Regions from separate parts of the Mus musculus genome. Here all the other regions are linked to region 3. A link is a contact called in public ChIA-PET and Hi-C data. All regions are on one chromosome and are shown on one strand. Each heading gives the region's core, a stretch centred on a gene start, on an enhancer-like site or on the middle of the called end of the contact. The rest is flanking DNA. Distances are from core to core; before and after follow the strand shown.

Region 1 (2,954 bases), core at 440-2,939, 280 kb after region 3:
AGGAGCGTTGGGTGGGGCTCTGACCAACGAGGAGATGATCGGATAGACATTAATCATAGCTGGTGATCTGAGAGGAAATACCTCTGCTCTCCCTCAGGATCGGTGACACCTTGCTTTGGTAAGGCTCTGAGCAGAGCACTGGCTCTGCCCTCCTGTCCCTAAGGCAGCACGTGCCTGTGAAACAGCCCACTCCCTCGTTTATGCCCTGGCCTTCTGTGGAGGAGGTTCAAAGTTCCTGTCGTCTTAGAGCATCTTAGTCAGGAATTGTGCCATTGTTTGAAACTTACATCTAAGAAAAAAATATATACCCGATCTACTCCTCTTTGCCTTTCCAGCTAGGAGGCTCTGAACAAAATCCATGGTGGAGTAAACTTCACCATATATCCGTAAATGAGCCATGTTCCTGGACTCAGTTCCTGTTCCACTCTAACTCAGAGTCTTTGATGCTTTTCTCTTCTTACTCTAATGTAAGATCCTGCGTATTATATAGTTTTGTTTTTTGGTTTTGTTGTTGTGGTGGTTTTTTTTATTGTTGTTTTGTTTTTGTTTTTGTTTTTCGAGACAGGGTTTCTTCTGTATAGCCCTGGCTGTCCTGGAACTCACTTTGTAGACCAGGCTGGCCTCGAACTCAGAAATCTGCCTGCCTCTGCCTCCCGAGTGCTGGGATTAAAGGCGTGTGCCACCATGCCCGGCTATTATATGGTTTTTGATAAGTCATCACAGACCCTTGGTGAACAGGATCGGACAAGTCAGGATTTGGAAGTCCCAGAGCACAGACCTGTGGGCTAAGATCCTCTCATATCCGCTTCCATCTCCACTCAACAGGCAAGGGGAGAGCCTGTACTCGAGGTAACAAAACAGGGGGACACACAGTGCTGCCCTTCCAGCAGACCTCTAGTCCCATGGGATGGAGCCAGCAGAAAAGAGGCTTATCTGGGACACATCAGATGTGTGCATGAATGTATGTGTGCACGCGTGTATGTTTACAGTCCAGAGCAGAGGAAGAGGGGGGCTGCAAATAGAAGCAAGGAAAAAAAAAAAGTCCTGGGGCAAAGAGAAACTGAAGCTGGTACCTGAGAGCTAGGATGTATAACCTGGTCTATATCCATCTGGCCCCTCTCCCCTGAGCCTTGCGACCCTTTGCCCTTCTCTTTAGCTGTGACCCTGTGCTGTCCTACATACCCAGCAGCTTGTTCTGCCGGTGCCTCTGGGTCCTTCACAAATAGACAAAGCAGCTGGGCCTGGGGGAGCAGGAGACAGGTCTGGGAAGGAGGGGGTCCTGGGCCAGGCACTGTCACCTCTGTGTTACCTCTCGAATAGAGCCCCTCACATCCACTGTCCCTCTGACTACAGGCCCGCCAGCACTCTGGAGGACCCTGGACATGGCGAGTCCTCCTTTGCTCCTCACCTCCATGGTGGCTCCAGAAGGGTATCCCAGCCCCAGGAACTGCCAGTCTTGGTCCCTTGAAGCTGAGCTTGTACTCAAACCTGCGTCGAGGAGGGGGCTGGCTCCTTTCAGCACCGTGCAGAACCAGCAACAGGGAAAGGAGGCAGAGGGAAGGTGAGAGGCCTCTGATCTCCAGCATTGCAAAGGAGCTGGTTTCTGGGCACCTGGACGGATCCTGGCTGTGAGGCCAACGATGGGCTATAGGACGCCACGCAGTCAGGCCGGGAGACACCAGGACCTTCCAGGACCAGGATCTAGATTTTTGACTCTATGCTCTCCACCAACCCCCCCAAAACACACATCCTGTTTCTCTTGCAGGTCTGATCTCAGGCCCCACCCTTCCTCACCTCCACTTGAAGCCTTGGCTATCCCCTGGGCTCCTAGCCAACTTGAGCTTTGCCCCTGTTCTTTGGCTTAGGCCATCTTCCTGTTCTTCCTCTGCTCCTTCAGCTGGTGAGAGGATGGTGTGCTCAGGAATGCTTAGTGCCAGGCCCTGCTCTTCCCCAGCCCTGGCTTTCCCTCCTTGTTTGTTTGTTTGTTTGTTTTGGGGGGGGGGCAGTCCTTTGCATCCTGCTCCTTTAAGAGCACATGCATAGCCTGCTCTCTGGTCACTCATCCGACCCCTCTCCCCTGAGCCTTGCGTCCCTTCACCCTTCTCTTTAGCTGTGGCCCTTTGTTGTCTTGCATACCCAATAACTCCTTCTGCCAGTACCTCTGGGCCTTCCACAAACAAAGGGTGTCTTGAAAGACAAAACTGCTGGGCACAGTAGCACATGCCTGTCTCTCAACACTCAGAAGGCTGAGGCAGGAGGACTAGGTTACCAGTCCAGCCAGGGCAACATAATAAAACTCTTAAAAAACAAAAGAAGCTGGGTACTTAGTTGATTGGTTGTTTGTTTGCTTTGGTTTTTCAAGACAGACTTTCTCTGTGTAGCCCTGACTGTCCTGGAACTCCCTCTGTAGACCAGGCTGGCCTTGATTTGCCTGCCTCTGCCTCCAGAGTGCTGGGATTAAAGATGGATAAGGCAGTGGGAGGAAAAGGCTGTAGGGAGAACAAGTACAAATACAAGTTATAAAATATCTTGTTTGGAGTCTAATTTTTTTGTTTTTCGAGACAGGGTTTCTCTGTATAGTCCTGGTTGTCCTGGAACTCACTTTGTAGACCAGGTTGGCCTTGAACTCAGAAATCTGCCTGCCTCTGCCTCCCGAGTGCTGATATTAAAGGCGTGCCCCACCACCACCCAGCTGGAGTCTAATTTTAACCCAACTAGAAAAATAAGATGATTGGGGAAACTGGAGCAATGGGTCGATGACAGCAAAGAATTATGGTTTGATTTTTAGGTGTGATATGGTACTTGAGTTATGGGTTTTTTTTTGTTTTTGTTTTTGTTTTTTTGAGACAGGGTTTCTCTGTATAGCCCTGGCTGTCTTGGAGCTCACTTTGTAGACCAGGCTGGCCTCGAACTCAGAAATCTGCCTGCCTCTGCCTCCCGAGTGCTGGGATTAA
Region 2 (3,238 bases), core at 176-2,675, 390 kb before region 3:
GGGCTATACAGAGAAACCCTGTCTCGAAAAACCAAAAAAAAAAAAAAAAAAAAAGAAAAGAAAAAATAATAATAATCCGAAGCAGGCCACTTCAGGATGATCAACTGCTAGTTATTAGCTTGTCCCATTATGGTTCCTGACAACCCTGGCCAAATTACTCCCCCACCACCACCCACAGGGCTCCTGACTTTCCAGGAACTCTGCAGACCAGGCTGTCCTTTAACTTAGAGATCTGCCTTTCTCTGCCTCTTGAAAGCTGGCATTAAAGGCATGTGCTAGCACTACCAGCCAGTCCTGCTTTCACCCCCTGTTGTTCGATTACAGGGTGGTGCCACTGCAAGTTTAGCGCAGGCTATACAAACACATTGATTGCTGAGCAACATCCCTAGCCACACCCCAGTTCATTGAGGTGTTAGAAGCAACGCATCTGGCTCACATTATAAGCATTAAGTAGCAAGTCCTGTTTTCATTTTACATGCTAGAAGTCTTACCCTGCAGACACGATGTATGGGTTTGCTTAGGGTCTCCTAAATCTCGGTCACTCATGTAACTACTTTCAAACCGGACTAAGTGCTGCACTCAAATGCTGAACGTTACCTATCAGGAATCGAGCCAGGTCCCTTTCCGCGTCATGTTAGAAAGGAGAATAGGGATAGCAGTGGTGGCGCACGCCTGCACGCCTTTAATCCCAGCACTCGGGAGGCAGAAGCAGGCGGATTTCAGAGTTCGAGGCCAGCCTGGTCTACAAAGTGAGTTCCAGGACAGCCAGGGCTATACAAAGAAAGAGAGAGAGAGAGAGAGAGAGAGAGAGAGAGAGAGAGAGAGAGGAAGAGAGAGAGAAAGAGAGAGAAAGAGAGAGAGAAAGAGAAAGAGAGAGAAAGAAAGAAAGAAAGAAAGAAAGAAAAAGAAAGAAAGAGAGAAGAGAGAGAAAGGAGAGAGAGAAAGAGAGAGAGAAAGAAAGAAAGAAAGAGAAAGAAAGAAAGAAAGAAAGAAAGAAAGAAAGAAAGAAAGAAAGAAAGAAAGGGAAAGGAAAAAGGAAGGGAAGAAACGTTTATTAGTTCGAAACCTGAAAGCCATTCAGAAAATCGCACAAGCAAGACAAAAGGGCTGTCAGTGCAACTCTCGAGTTTGGGCACACCCGGAGAGGTGGCGGCCACGAAGTCACGGTTTTGTCAGTGAAAGGATCCGGGGCAAGTTTGCGATCAGTACTGAAGGCTCCGTATCGCGGACAATCTCGCTAGAATCCCGAAAAAGCCTAAACCAAATCTGGAAGCCCCTCCCTAGGGAGAAGAGTCGCTCAGTTCAGGGCGGAAGTAATGTCCTGCCCGACTCAACTCCCGCGATGCACCACGGTAGGCGGAGCCGGAAGTTCGAGTGCAAGCTTGAGCGGGGCGTGTCTAGCTCCGCTAAGGCACCTAATTGGTCAGTCGGCACAGGCACTGGCGGCGTGCGCGAGTGGTACGGACGTGCGGTAAGTCTGGCCCTGTCTAGTTTGGCGTTCTCTCAGCCGCAAGCTCAAACTTCTTCTGATGACCCAGGGCTGGCTTCGCAGCCGTTACCTGGGGAGGCTGGCCAGTCTTGGGGACTTGGACTTGGCCATATTTTTGTCGTTGTATTCCAGGCAGTCTGGCTCAAACTCATGAGGAACATTTATGTGTGGCAGGGAGAATTCTGTAACCGAAAGACAAACGACTCCATTGCTAGAGAGACAGTAGCGGGGAGGGCGGCAGAGTTCACGGACGTGTGGTGGGAGCATCTATTGGGCTGGAGAAGAGGCTTGGGTGAGCCTGACACTTAGGAATTAGTTCGCTTCTTTTCCTCGGCCTCCTGCCTTGCTGCCATTGCAGGTGTATGACACGTAAGGTCCTGTTAGGGATCATTTCTATGGCATACTTCAGGATACCTTGACGGGGAAGCTCAGTAATTATCTACTGAATACTCCCGGTTATTTTACAAACACTCTGATGCACACCTTAAATCCACACTGATAATAGTCACTTTTAACAAATTTTCTTAGAAAGTATTCTTAGCCGGGTGTGGTGGTTGCATACCTTTAATCTCAGCACTCAGAAGGCAGGCAGGTCTCTATGAGTTCGAGGCCAGCCTGGACTACAAGGAGAGTTCCAGGACAGAAAACCTGTCCCCAAAACAAAACAAAACAGAAAAAAAAAAAAGTATTTTTAATGTCTTAGGATATAGGAATGCAGCTTTCTTCTTTTTCTCCTGGGTTTCAGACCCAAGGCTTGGTGCAAATATGGTGCGCACTTTGGCAAGTACTTTACCAAGTGGAGGTATGGCACCATCCTTTGTTCTTTTATTTGTTTATTTTCCTATATGCATATGTGTATGTGTGTTTTGCCTACATGTCTGCACACCACATGGGTGCCATGCTGGGAAGAAAGTCAGAAGAGAGTTCCAGTTAGTTCCCTGGAATTGGTTTACAGGTGGTCATGAATTACCACATGAAACCCAGGTCCTCTGGAAGAGCAACCAGTACTCTCTTTTTTTTTTTTTTTTTTAACTAGTGCTGTGTGTGTTTTTAAGATTTATTTATTTTTATTTATATGAGTACACTGCAACTGTCTTCAGACACACACTAGAAGAGTGCATCAGATCTCATTACAGATGGTTGTGAGCCACCATGTGGTTGCTGGGAATTGAACTCAGGACCTCTGGCAGAGCAGTCAGTGCTCTGAACCGCCAAGCCATCTCTCCAGCCCCGCAACCAGTACTTTTAACCTAATGGCTGAACCATCTCTCCAGTACCCTTCCACCCTGTCCTATCCTGTCCTGTGCATTCTTGCAAGATGGAAACAGTTGATAACAGTGTAAAGGTACTTCCCACTGCAGAACTGTATATTTGAATGGTTAAGATGCTCACTAACCTCACTCCATCCCCAAATCAATCAAAACCAAGCACTGTCACTGGGCTACAAAGCCAGCTGCTTAGCTACATTGACGGACCAGATTGCAGAACTGGGAATTGGACCTAGGGACATCACACATGCAATGGAAACACTCCTCTATTGAGTTATAATTCCAGCTACCCCCTTTAAAAAACGATTTAGTTTATTACGTGCCTCACTATATGTATGTGTGCCATGTGCTTGTCTAGTGCTCACAGAGGCCAGAAGAGAGTATCAGATTTGTTGTGAGCCACTGTGTTGGTGCTGGGGATTGAATCTAATTCCTCCGTAAGAGTGACAAGTGCTCCTAGCTCCTGAGCCATTTCTCCAGC
Region 3 (3,242 bases), core at 435-2,934:
TGAAGGCTAGAAGCTGTTAGACATGATCTCCTAGGTGGGTGTGAAGTTCAAGGGGGTCACAATACAGGGGTTTCTTTGATTACCATAAGGATTCTGTGGTGATTTGAATGAGACAGACCCCACAAGCCATATATTTGACTAAAGTCCTTAGTTGGTGGAACATTAGGGACTGGCCTTGTTGGAGGAGGTGTGTCACTGGGGGGTGACCTTTGAGGTTTCAAAAGTCCATGCTATTCCCAGTGTCACTGTCTCTGCCTTCTACTTTTGGATAAGGATGTGAGCTCTTGGCTACTGCTCCAGCACCATGCCTGTCTGCTGTCATGCTCCCCGCCATGATAGTTAAGAACTCTAACCGTCTGCAGCCATGAGCCCCAAATTAAACACTTTCTTTTATAAGTTGCCTTGGTCATGGTATCCTAGCACAGTGGTAGAACAATAGCCAAGACAGGACCATTCTCCTTTCTCAGTCTCTGACCTAGGGCAGCTCCCTTGAGTCACTGAGCTCTACAGTGGCCTCTGGAAGGTCATCATCACCCAGAATGGCGTCTGTCTCCAGTCAGCATCTGAGTCTGGGAAGAAAGCCAGGGACAGTGCAGCCTTGCTGGGCCACTTATAAGAACCAATGGATCTAAGTCAATAGTGATGGACAAGTGGAGAGCTGTTCTTCATCCAGGCCAAGAGAGATTCAGTATTCAGGTGCAGAGCTGCAGTATTCAGGTGCAAAGAGGCCCACAGCCTCTTGCCTTGGTGCTATTCCCCAGTGCTAACCTGAATGATTTAACCACACCATAGGATAGTGCCTTCCTTGAGGTACTCTGGTGGCTCTGTCACCCTGGGCCCCTTCTTTCCTCCTTTTGGTTGGTTGTTAATGTACCTCTCTGGCACAATTGAGGCTGGCAGGCCTTTGGAAGCCAGGCATGGGAGGGTTGTCTGTCTTGGAAGCCAAATGACTGGGTGGTAGGATGCAGGACGGTTATCAGGCAGGGAGGCTCTTGCTATTCAAGCCAGGAAAAAGAGAGGCAAAGATGGAGGAGACGGTAAGCTGCAAGGTGTGCCCATCTTCAGCCCAGCTTTGCCTTGCTGAGAGCTATGGATCAGAACCAAGCCCCACATGGAGCTTTTACAAGCCAACTCAATAATCTCCCAGGTGAAGAGTGTCAGCGTGAATCAGATAAGTCCCCTGGCTCAGGAAGTCTTGGAGCGCTGAGAGCCAGCAGAACTCTTGCTACCAGAAGACTCAGTTTTCACTGGAGAGGTGCCTGAGTATCTCATCTTCTTGTCCATTGTCATGGTTTCAGTCGCTTTTGAGGAATACATGTAAATGAGCAAATAGGTTACCCCAAAGGAAACCCTGAAGACATTTTGCCTTACACCATCTCTCTCCCTCCTCTCCCACATCCTGCCCACATGTGGGTAGAGGGGCAGGTGATGAAGACTAAATATACGAGCACTCCACCGCTGAGCTGCATCCTCATCCTCAGCCAACTCTCCCTGCCTGGTGAATGGGGGTCTCTTCCACTCTCATGCATAGCACCAAGTGCACAAACATATAAACCTCCCTGTTTCTCTTTCAGTCGACAGCCTGGGGGTGGGACTAGGAGAGTGACAGACAAGGTGGGGAGTGGAGGATGGGTAAGGTGGGCTTGGCAGTTTGTGGTTGTTGCTTCAGAGAAACCACAGAGCCACCTCTTACTCAGAGCAGTCAACAAGGCCCGGATAGGGGGAAATGGCATGCAGGGTAGGCTGTGGGCACTGAGTCACCACCCAGAGGAAAACCACAGGCTTAGGAGCTCAAGACCCAATGAAGGATCTCAGGTGTACTGGGCCCAGAGATAATAGCAAGAGTGAAGATTTGGTCACAGGGAGGCTTCCTTGTCTTAGGATTTAGCCATTCCTCTCTGCCCTCCCACCGGGAAGATGGGAGACAAGTTATTGTTATTGTTAATAGCCTTGTAGAGGCAAGGATTGAATCCACAAGGGTGACAAATGCTCTACCTTCCTCAGCCTCTTTCTTTACTTTATCCTTTGAGATATCAACTTGTTCAAGTTGGCCCAGGTAGGACTTGAAGTTGAGATCTTCCTGCCTCAGTCGCCCGAGTAGCAGGGATTACAGTCTCGGTGACCAGGCTTGGCTCAAGGATGCTTTAGAAAATCCATGTATAATATTATGATTGTAGTCTGATTGAGAAAAGACATGTCTGATACTGTGGTTGGGAAGACTCAGCGGAGTCTTGAGGTTGCTTATCCCACACCTGGAGTCTGATCGCTATCTGTCTCACTCTGAACTCTGTTTGTCTGTCTAGCAGTGGTGCAATTTCTCTGTCACTTTTCTTCTTTCACCTCTGTAGGAAAATGAAAATTTCTGAACTATCAGCTATTTACAATTATTATTATTATTATTATTATTATTATTATTATTATTATATTTTGGTTTTTCGAGACAGGGTTTCTCTGTGTAACCCTGGCTGTCCTGGAACTCACTCTGTAGACCAGGCTGACCTCGAACTCAGAAATTCACCTGCCTCTGCCTCCCGAGTGCTGGGATTAAAGGCGTACGCCACCACGTCCGGCTTTTTTTTTTTTTTTTTTTTTAAGAGAATGTCTCTATGCTTATTTTACATCTTTTTTGGAAGATGGCCTCCTGCTTTGGATGAAGCAGTAAAAACCAACTAACCAACCAACCAACCAAACAAACAAACATGGTAAAACAATGTGAATTGATACCACTGTTGAATGATTCCCATTCTTATATTTTATTTATTTAATTTGTTTTATGTATTTGAGTACACTGTTACTATATTCAGACACACCAGAAGAAGGCATCAGATCAAGTTACAAATGGTTGTGAGCCACCATGTGGTTGCTGAGAATTGAACTCAGAACCTCTGGAAAAGTAGTCAGTGCTCTTAACTGCTGAGCCACCTCTCCAGCCCCCAGGTTCTATCATTCTCATTGTCTTAGTATTTTAATCTTTTTTTTGTTTTGTTTTGTTTTTTGGTTTTTCGAGACAGGGTTTCTCTGTGTAGCCCTGGCTGTCCTGGAACTCACTTTGTAAACCAGGCTGGCCTCGAACTCAGAAATCCACCTGCCTCTGCCTCCCGAGTGCTGGGATTAAAGGAGTGCACCACTACACCCGGCATATTTTAATCTTTTAATGAGACCCCATGCAGTGAGAATTTTGGTTTGTTTAAAAAACACAGAAATATGATGGGAATATGGTTTCGTTTGAATCCCAGGTATGG

The links. Hi-C and Micro-C count contacts between places; a contact is called where the count stands out from the background. ChIA-PET counts read pairs in DNA pulled down with a chosen protein or histone mark.
Region 1: a Hi-C map of CD8 T cells shows a contact between it and region 3, with 3 times the contacts expected there. The contact joins the promoter of Lman1l here to the enhancer-like site in region 3. A contact is called at or near these places in 1 of 484 Hi-C or Micro-C datasets (CD8 T cells) and 1 of 115 datasets of contacts at active chromatin or transcription factors (pancreatic cancer cells).
Region 2: a contact with region 3 is called in an RNA polymerase II ChIA-PET map of memory CD8 T cells, with 26 read pairs. The contact joins the promoter of Snupn here to the enhancer-like site in region 3. A contact is called at or near these places in 3 of 39 promoter capture datasets (hippocampal neurons, pre-B cells and stem cell-derived epiblast-like cells), 2 of 484 Hi-C or Micro-C datasets (CD4 T cells and CD8 T cells) and 4 of 115 datasets of contacts at active chromatin or transcription factors (embryonic stem cells, large pre-B cells, memory CD8 T cells and 1 more).

The regions. Positions count from the first base shown.
Region 1 is chr9:57,619,085-57,622,038 of GRCm38.p6, forward strand. It overlaps Lman1l (lectin, mannose-binding 1 like), which reads right to left and starts at 1,690. Exons shown (of 13, transcript NM_199222.3): 1 at 1,409-1,690. The coding sequence starts at 1,586.
Region 2 is chr9:56,949,483-56,952,720 of GRCm38.p6, forward strand. It overlaps Snupn (snurportin 1), which reads left to right and starts at 1,426. Exons shown (of 9, transcript NM_178374.4): 1 at 1,426-1,471.
Region 3 is chr9:57,338,352-57,341,593 of GRCm38.p6, forward strand. No RefSeq gene overlaps it. Among named protein-coding and RNA genes, the nearest start is that of Gm39343, 30 kb to the left of the region's middle. Within about 2 kb of position 1,685, at least 103 of the 459 cell types and tissues checked have an H3K27ac peak or open chromatin away from gene starts, as enhancers often do. A contact at or near this core is called in CD8 T cells, memory CD8 T cells and pancreatic cancer cells, where this site is marked.